Linked DNA regions of Sus scrofa: region 1 is linked to region 2. Evidence: chromatin contacts called from public Hi-C data. All regions are on one chromosome and are shown on one strand. The core of a region is the stretch at or near the end of the contact, and the rest is flanking DNA. Distances in the headings are between cores, read along the strand shown.

Region 1 (4,185 bases), core at 1,388-3,887, 79 kb after region 2:
CAAGAGAGCCAGGGGCCCACCAGTCTCACTCACCTCTTCCTCCCCCCAGAATGAGGACGTGATGGCTGTGGCAGAGACGGTCCCTCTGTAACTCTGAGGCACCCCGAGGATGAAAGCCAAGAGCCGCCCATTGTCTAACAGACCTGCACTGCCTCCTCTGGACTTCTTGTTTTTAAATTAGAGAAAAACCAACCCAAACTCTTCTTCTCTGTTACTGACCGTCAAATACGTTTCCTTACACATGAAACACTTCTACACCCTCGCTCACCAACAGGCCCCAAGAATGAGGCAGAAATCGCCCAATATTGAAAGAGAAAAGGGACCAGCCATAAAAGCCTATTGATCCCAGTTGCACTAAGAGAAATTCCAACTCCGAGATCCCAATTAAAATAATGGCGAGAAAAACATCCCAAACCAAATTACCGGTTTCGCTGACAAGAGAGGTGCTTTGTTGTGACCCAGAGGACTGCTTTGTGAGCTACAAATTGAGCAAAGGCTTCGGGCAAGTATTTTATAAAAATCATTCTTAGAGAAATGTAGCCTCTGGGCAAAACGGAGTGGAGTGAGAATGGCAGCGCAGGGAGCGAGTTCAAGGGCGCGGTCTCGGATTTTAGGGCGGCAGAGGCTTCAGGGAGTGAATGCAAATCACTGGAGCATTATTCTCATTATTACTAATGGTTCTTAATAACCAAGGGGCAATGCCGGGCCTCCAGTTGGCTGAAATGATCAGAAATTGCTCACTGCCGTTATACTAATAACTCAATATAATTTGACAGTAAATTACCATCCCACATATACTGCTTTCCACACAGTCTCTTATTGCAGAGGAAAACTAAGCCGGCACATCAATAAACAGAATAATGCAATTAAGTGTCTTTGCATTTGGGAACTCTTTAGAATCAAGAGCTTAACAGGATAGTGAGATAGGACAAAACCATTCAGTATTTACCGATTCCAAAAGTCAGGGCTTTTAGTATAAAAGACAATTTTTTTGTTGTTCTCTCATCCATCTAAACGGCTTTGTAGTGCCTGCCATCACTGTCAACTGCTCCTGGAGAGAAGGCCTAATTTCCTATAAACAGATTTACTTGTAATTCAATAAGCCACCTTCTTCTGTATGTGCAGCGTATGTTTATAAATACACACTCCTATTTTTTTAAACCATATATAATCACCTATGACATCTGCCTGCAGCTATAGCAACACAGGAGGGAATCTGCCCAACGGAGGGGTTGAGGCCACTTCAAGGATCCACTGAACACACTCGGAGCTGCTCGTCTGTGACCAGCAGGTAACTGATACATGTCTGCTGAATGCATGAGTCACCAGCTTTTTCAGAGAAGGTGTTTTCCAAGCATCTGTGTTCATAGAGCCTGGGCTAATTCCTCCAGGCTGAATTTCCATAAAAGTAGTGGCACGTCTAGCCCTGAAATCAAGGGACAGTCAAAGTCCCCAGGAAAAGCCTCCCCTCGCAGAGTCAGAGGATCCTGCATCACATGCCTTGGCAAGGACACCCTCCGGGAGTCTTACTATCAAGGCAAGGGTTCCGAGGATGGTCCTCTCTACATGCAGAGCTGGGGCTGAGCCCAGGGCTGAAGGACAATTAAGCCGTACTTACTGCTGGTGGAGGACATGTGGCTGTAGTCGGACCTGAAACACAAAACCTTCGTATTAGTAGGATTAGACATTGTTTTTCTCTATTCAAGTGATTTCTTCAAGAGAGAATTTTAGTCCGTGGTAAGTAGCATTTTACTGGTCAAGAAATGTCACCCATCAAACCCTGTCATGCTGAGGGCTGTTTTGTGCAAAATCAGGTTATGTCTGAATTCGAAACCACAGCTTTTTTATTGATTGATTGATCTGTTTGCTTTTTAGGGCCACACCTGTGGCATATGGAAGTTTCCGGGCTAGGGGTCGAATTGGAGCTGGCTGCTGCCGGCCTACACCACAGCCACAGCAATGCAGGATCGGAGCTGAGTCCAGGACCTACACCACAGCTCATGGCAATGCTGGATCTTTAACCCACTGAGCGAGGCCAGGGATCGAACCCACATCCTTATGGATACTGGTGGGATTTGTTTCCACTGTGCCCCAACGGGAACTCCCTGAGAACCTAACTTTAAAGGCATCTGAGAATCTGGGGTCCTTCACAGGGGCTCTGTGAATCTCCCAGATGGGAGGCCAGATGAGTCCCGAACCTTCTAACGTTACTGGCAAATTTTTGAATGGAAGCTTATTTTTTTTAGGGAGAAGGCTCCAAGTTTCCAATAGATTCTCAAAGGGATTCACAACTCCCTGAACGGTTAAACCACAGCCAACAAGCGCCTTTCAAATGCTAGCGCCACTCCACGGGGAAATGTGTCTTTGCTGATGTCAGCAGGGGCAGGTGGACCCTGGCGAGGGATTCCAAGGCCTGGCTGGGGGGGCTTCCACTGTCAAGGGCTGGCTGACCGTCAGGAAACACAAGGCACAAGGAGGGCTGATTTCGGTTCCATCTGGGGAGAAATCCTGCTAGATATTAGAGTAACAGGATGAGGGCTATGATCTGGAAAAGGAAAAGTCAGGGTTAGGGCCAGGGTGAAAATACCCATCGGTGTCTATGCTGAAAAAACCCGCTGCTGGCATTCGGCCTCTGTGAGAATGGGAATCTGGCCAAGAGCCTGCCTGCTTAATCTCCACTAAGTTCCTGCTCTGCTTGTGCGGCTCTTAAACTGGCCCTCTCTGGCAACACACGTGGTATGGAAGCTATCGGTTTTGTCCCCGCTAGTGTCCCTAAGTCCTCTCAGTAGGAAATGAATGTCTCTGGCGAGGATGGATTTATCCTGCCAAAGTGGTAGTGAGGGGATGTGGTTCATTACGTTTAATTTGAAAGATATACACTCCTTTTATTTAGTCTCATGTTGCCTTTCTTGAATCATCCAGTTTTCACTGTATTGAGTTTCTTAAGCCACATTAAAAAGGTATATACAGAACTTTAAAAAAAACACCATAAAAAGCATGGCGTCTGCTAGTTAACCTACATCTCTCATACAAAACGATGCATGGACCTGTTGGGAGAGGAATAAAATGGAAGAAAAACAGCGTGTGGTTTCCCTCTTTTCGAATGAAATATTTTAGTCGTCAGAGAATCACTGAAGTTTAAAACTGGAAAGAATAACAACTACTACCATTTGCATATCCTTCTATGTATCACCAACTGCGTTCACAGAGATCTCAGCCAATGTTTTACATTACTGATCAGGAAACTAAAGAGAGAGTATTTGTAAGGAGACCAGGAGGTAGGAATGATAAAGGCAAGAACGGGGGTGGTGGCAAGGGAGGCGTTAGAAGGGAGACTGGGTTGGCTGGGCTTGGAGACGCACTGGCTAAGGGAAAAGGAAGGAGACTGAGCAAAAGATAGCATCAGGGACCAGTAACATTCTGAAACACAGCATTTGTAACCCCAGCATCAGTGCATTAAATTCTTTCTGGGACCAGGCAGGACATAAATAAACTTTAGGACAAAACTTAGTAATGCAACTCTATATACATGCCGCGGGTACTCAACCAATATCCACTGCGGTAGATGCAACAGCAAAACAATTCCATTACAATGTGGTCATCCTAAGATGGCCAGGCTTCAAAGAAATTTCATGACAACTCAAATAAGACATTCAATAAGAATGTGTGATCGTATTTATTTAATTATTAAAAACTTGTTGTCATTTTCAGCTAGGATTTTCCAAATACTCTTGAAGCATATGGGTTTCACACATGCATACATTTGAAAGATGTGCATCCAGATGGATATGTATGTAGGATGAAATTTACATTTGAAACATACTTCAAGAATCTTAAAGTGCAAAGGGAGTATAATAGGACAGGTGCAGCATAACAAGTGTCCCTGCCGTGAATCTCTCCATATTTCTTCCACGTTTCTTGTGACAAAAGGCACAGCCCAGGTCAGGCCTGCCAAATGGTCAGTCTTCTGACTCTCACTCTTGCTCTGCTCCAATTCCTGCCTCATATAGCAGCCCATCTTTGCAAAGCACAAAGCTCTCTGGATGAAATTCAAGCTCCACAGTGTACAACATAAACCCCTCTTTCTATGACTGATGGCCTCTGCCCAGCTCTGCAGTTTCACTTATCACCCCAACTTCCACCCCTGTCCACCATCAAAACAGAAATCAAACAGAAAGACACGTC
Region 2 (4,394 bases), core at 353-2,852:
ATTTGACCCAGGGATCAAACGATGCAGTACTTGGTGCATCCTGGATTTTAAACTTTATTATTATTGTTAGTGAGCATTATATCAAATTTACCAGCATGTGAGTGGAAATGAAGATGTTATGTAGTTTTTATATGTTGCACTGTTTCTTTAAACCATCGTGGGACTCAGTAAATACTTGTTGAATAAATAAATCCACTCAGATCAGTGAAACAAGTGGAGGGAACTGAATTCCTGTCAGTTTTCAGGAATCTCAGTGGAGGGTAGGCTGAGGGAATTTATGACTTCTCTGGAAGGGCTTTGAAGTGCCAGAAGCCTTTTTAACCAGTGGGGAGTGAGGTTAGAGAATTGGATTGGCTTTGGACCTGCAGACTGTAGCCAGGGATGCAGGGGGCCTCTAGGAGCTGTGGGCTAGGACTGTGGGTGGGAGCCTGAGTCTCCCAGGAGGGTGCCTGCCTCACCACTTGTCCTCTGCTTGCCAAACTCTGCAGATCTGGTCTCAACGGACTGGAGGAAGCCAGCTTGCATGCTTTCTGCCCAGGGCCAAATTTCCCTCTTCCCACTACAGCTGGAGATGTTCAGGGAGCTTTTACAAAGCACGTGGCCGTGTCTTCTCCTCCGGGTCTTAGAAATGCCATCCTTCAATCAGGAAAGCTACCGACTTGGACCAAATTGGTCACCTACCCTACAGAGAAAATCCCTTATGAAAACCCCCTTCTGAGAAAGCAATTTTAGACATCTGTGCTAAGAAAAACCTGGTTTCTGTTGAGAAGGGGCATTGAGGCAAGCTAAATTACAATGAAATAAGACAGTGTCACTGACAAGGAGATCCTGCTGAATAGCATTGAGAACTTTGTCTAGATACTCATGTTGCAACAGAAGAAAGGGTGGGGGAAAAATGTAATTGTAATGTATACATGTACAGATAATCTGACCCCCTTGCTGTACAGTGGGAAAATTAAAAAAAAAAAAAAGTCAACTGCGGGAGGGAAAAAAAAAAAAGACAGTGTCACTGGATTCTCTCATCATCAATGAGAACCACTAAGCTGGTCACATTTCCCTTTTTGCTTTGGCTTCTAGGAAATTCATCTGCAGCAATTTTCCTTCATGGTTGGCGTTTTTTCTAGGCTCTTTTTTCTTTAGCCTGGATTTTCTCTTTCTGTTTGCATCGTCTCATGTCATCGTTATTTCAGTTGCCTCAGCACGTTGTGGCAATAAAATAATCAAATACAGAATAATTAGTGGAGGTGCAATGCCTCTGCGCGTTGATCAGGGCGGAGTCTTCTGCAGGGAAGAGAGCTGTTGCTGGCCCTCCCGCATGGCGGCCACTAGGTGGCACCAAAGCTTTCCCACGGCCACCCTCCGCCAGGCAGTTTGGCCTGAAAGTGTTTGTGTAACTGACCATCTCTTGGACTGCTTGATACATGTTTAGGTTGCTCCTGTCCAAAATGCTCTGGCTTTTGTTCTAGGGACTGGGCAAAGCCGACCCTAAGGGAGCCTGGCTGGTTTCTTTCAGATGCTCAACTTGTAAGATCCATGTTTCAAATAAGGCAGGGCAGCTCCCAACCAGAAGGGACCAGCTCTGGGCTGTTCATCTTCCTTGGAAGCAGCTCCGTTTTCTCCACCATCCGAGGCAGTGGCAGGAGGAGACTTACCCACAAATGGAGAGTTGAGGGTGTGAGTCGAGGGAGGGGGTGGGGGAGTACTTTTCAGCTTCCCCAAGCTTTTCAGACTTCTTTTTGGAATGAACATACTGCTCCTGGTTTGAGGCACAGAACTGGACAACAGTGAGCACACCCCTAAAATAGAAACTGTTAAGAACTGGTCGTGCTGACATTACCATTAACGTTTGCCTCTGTTATTCACTCGGGGAAATTAGGTCCTTTAAAGCTCTTCTGTATCTCGGCCTCTATGCCCAAGACGAGAAAAAGAGCCTTCAGGAGTTCCCGTCGTGGTGTAGTGGTTATCGAATCTGACTAGGAACCATGAGGTGGTGGGTTCCATCCCTGGCCTTGCTCAGTGGGTTAAAGATCTAGCGTCGCCGTGAGCTGTGGTGTAGGTCACAGACGAGGCTCGGATCCCACGTTGCTGTGGCTCTGGCGTAGGCCGGTGGCTACAGCTCCGATTCGACCCCTAGCCTGGGAACCTCCATATGCCCCAGGAGCTGCCCAAGAAATGGCAAAAAGACCAAAAAAAAAAAAAAAGAGCCTTCAGTAGAAGCTGGAAGAATGTAGTTATATAAAAATCTTTAAATTCATGTCCTCCCTGAACCCAGTTGTGACAGTAGTCATGACAAAAGCTGTTTCCTTTGAGAATCCATTTTTACTCATGGTGATTTCTTGTGTTGTTTTCTCATGCCTCTAATAGGATCTGATCAGTTGTATTTTCAGAGAATGAAAGAGAAGCTGAATCCTACAATCATGAGGGGGCATTTCCGTCCAGACCCGGAACGTGGCGTGCTGTGGCCCTGGGCGCAGAGGAGGAGGTGACCTGTTCAGCTCTTCCTGCTGCTCTCCTGGAATTCAGACTTGGAATCACTGCCAAGAACTGGTCATCGTTGTGTTCTGAAGACATAGGAGGGAGAAGCTCTCAACAGTTTTCTTTGTTCTGAAAAATCTCTTCTAGGAGTTCCTGCTGTGGCCCAGTGGGTTGAGAACCTAACTGGAGTGGCATGCGGAGGCACAGGTTCAACCCCAGGCCCAGTGCAGTGGGTTAAGGATCCAGTGCTGTCATAGCTGCAGCTCAGATTCAGTCCCTGGCCTGGGAACTTCCATAAGCCGTGGATGCGGCCACAAAGCAAAGAATCTTTCCTAGGAATGCTGAGTCTACTTGGGTACCTCCTACCTGATGGATTGGAGAATTCCTTCATCTACAGAAGGCCCGGTAGGCGGGTAGGGAGTACTTGCATTTCTCTTGGGCTTACATGGGGCTAAAGAGATCAGCCATGGACTCCACAGTCTGCTCTGTACAAGTGAACATGTGGCCGCACCCGGAGAGCACTAGACGGTGGCAGACCGATAGTCTTCCAGGTGACAGCTCCCCGTCTAAGGGTCTCAGGGTTCCAGCAGCACCCAGGGCTCCATCAGCCCTTCCACCATCACAAAAGCCTCCTCAGTGGCTCGCCACCCTCCCCCACAGACACCCCAACTGAGAGGGACCCCAAATCATTTCTGTAGGGCTTGGTAGGCTTGGGACCCCCAGAAGCACCTGCTGTTTAAAGCAGGTTCCAGGTGGTGTGTAGGGTGAGCCATGGTGGGGCCATGAGCTGTGATGTGGAAAAGAGGCAAGTAAGGGATGGGTGTGAGCTAGACCAGGGCACTTGGTACCAGCGGCCCCCCCCGCCCCAGGGCGGGGCTGAGGGAAGCGCAGGGTCAAGGAGACACGGCTTTTTGTCCATCAAATAATAAACGAGGGCTAAAATCTCGATATCCTCCACCACAGCTGAGTCCAGGAGAAAAATAATTTGAGACAGCCTCCGTGTTTTTTAATTAAAGAAATTTATTGAGCATCTACAGTATGCCGGCCTTCATCACAGTAATAACTCAAGATTCAGGATCCCCCCGTGGGTCTCCGGGCCCTCCTGGATGAGGACAGTGCTGGTGGGGGGTCAGAAAGGGAAGCTCTGCCCTGTCAGTAGTGTCTCTGTGGCTCCTTCTCCGTCTCTGACCAGAACACAGGGAGGGGAGCACCTGAATGTGGTCGGGGGTGGGCTTCTGTCCCCTTCTCCCCTCATGTCACTATGGGAGCATCTTGCATTTTCTGCTTTTAAGGGGTTCGCTACCATCCTTTGGGGCCACTCAGTTTGGTAGACTGTGCTGTGCTGAGGCCGGGGGGTGGGGGGGCAGTGAGAAAGGATGGGGTCGAGGCGCATCAGAGTTGGGCTCTAAAGCATCCGCAGGGGCGCGTGTGAATATTCTGGACTGAGGGTACTGCTGAAGGGTGAGGACCAGAGGTGCCATCACTTGGCTGCTGGTCCACTTGTTGATGCTGCAATGACTGTGCTACTCCTGAGCTGGCCTCCCGCGTGTTGGGGGCTGAGTCAGCACCTCTGAGTGATTAGCATGTGGTTTTGCAGGATCTGCCACTTGCTGTGAGTCATGTTTCTGGGCAGAAGGTGGACAGCCAGTGGCCTTCTAGGAATCATCTCTGCAGGAAGAAGCTCTGTGGTTCTGTCGTCAACAGCTTGGCTCCAGCGGCACATTTTCTTGGTCTCAGGCTCCACAGGAGCAGAGGGCTGCAACCTCCGTTCTTTATCATTGACCGCAGCTGGGATCTCTTACCAACCGCAGTCTGGCGCAGGGGTTGGCAACTGCGATACTTGGGCCAAATCTGACCCTCCACCTGTTCTTATAAAATACATTGTCTTGGAACTCGCCACCCCCGTTCCTTTACGCATC

The links. A called contact is a pair of places that touch in the nucleus more often than the background predicts.
Region 1: a contact with region 2 is called in a Hi-C map of heart right ventricle, with 3 times the contacts expected there. The contact joins two enhancer-like sites. A contact is called at or near these places in 3 of 47 Hi-C or Micro-C datasets (fetal heart ventricle, heart right ventricle and liver) and 1 of 2 datasets of contacts at active chromatin or transcription factors (skeletal muscle).

Annotation. Positions count from the first base shown.
Region 1 is chr11:16,647,249-16,651,433 of Sscrofa11.1, forward strand. FAM124A (protein FAM124A) reads right to left here. Exons shown (of 4, transcript XM_001925721.7): 2 at 1,619-1,650. Among named protein-coding and RNA genes, the nearest start is that of FAM124A, 8.8 kb to the right of the region's middle. Within about 2 kb of position 2,638, at least 4 of the 83 cell types and tissues checked have an H3K27ac peak or open chromatin away from gene starts, as enhancers often do.
Region 2 is chr11:16,568,814-16,573,207 of Sscrofa11.1, forward strand. It overlaps LOC110255752 (a long non-coding RNA gene), which reads left to right. Exons shown (of 4, transcript XR_002336540.1): 4 at 2,365-3,355. FAM124A (protein FAM124A) reads right to left here. Exons shown (of 4, transcript XM_001925721.7): 4 at 3,485-4,394. Among named protein-coding and RNA genes, the nearest start is that of SERPINE3, 70 kb to the left of the region's middle. Within about 2 kb of position 1,603, at least 11 of the 83 cell types and tissues checked have an H3K27ac peak or open chromatin away from gene starts, as enhancers often do.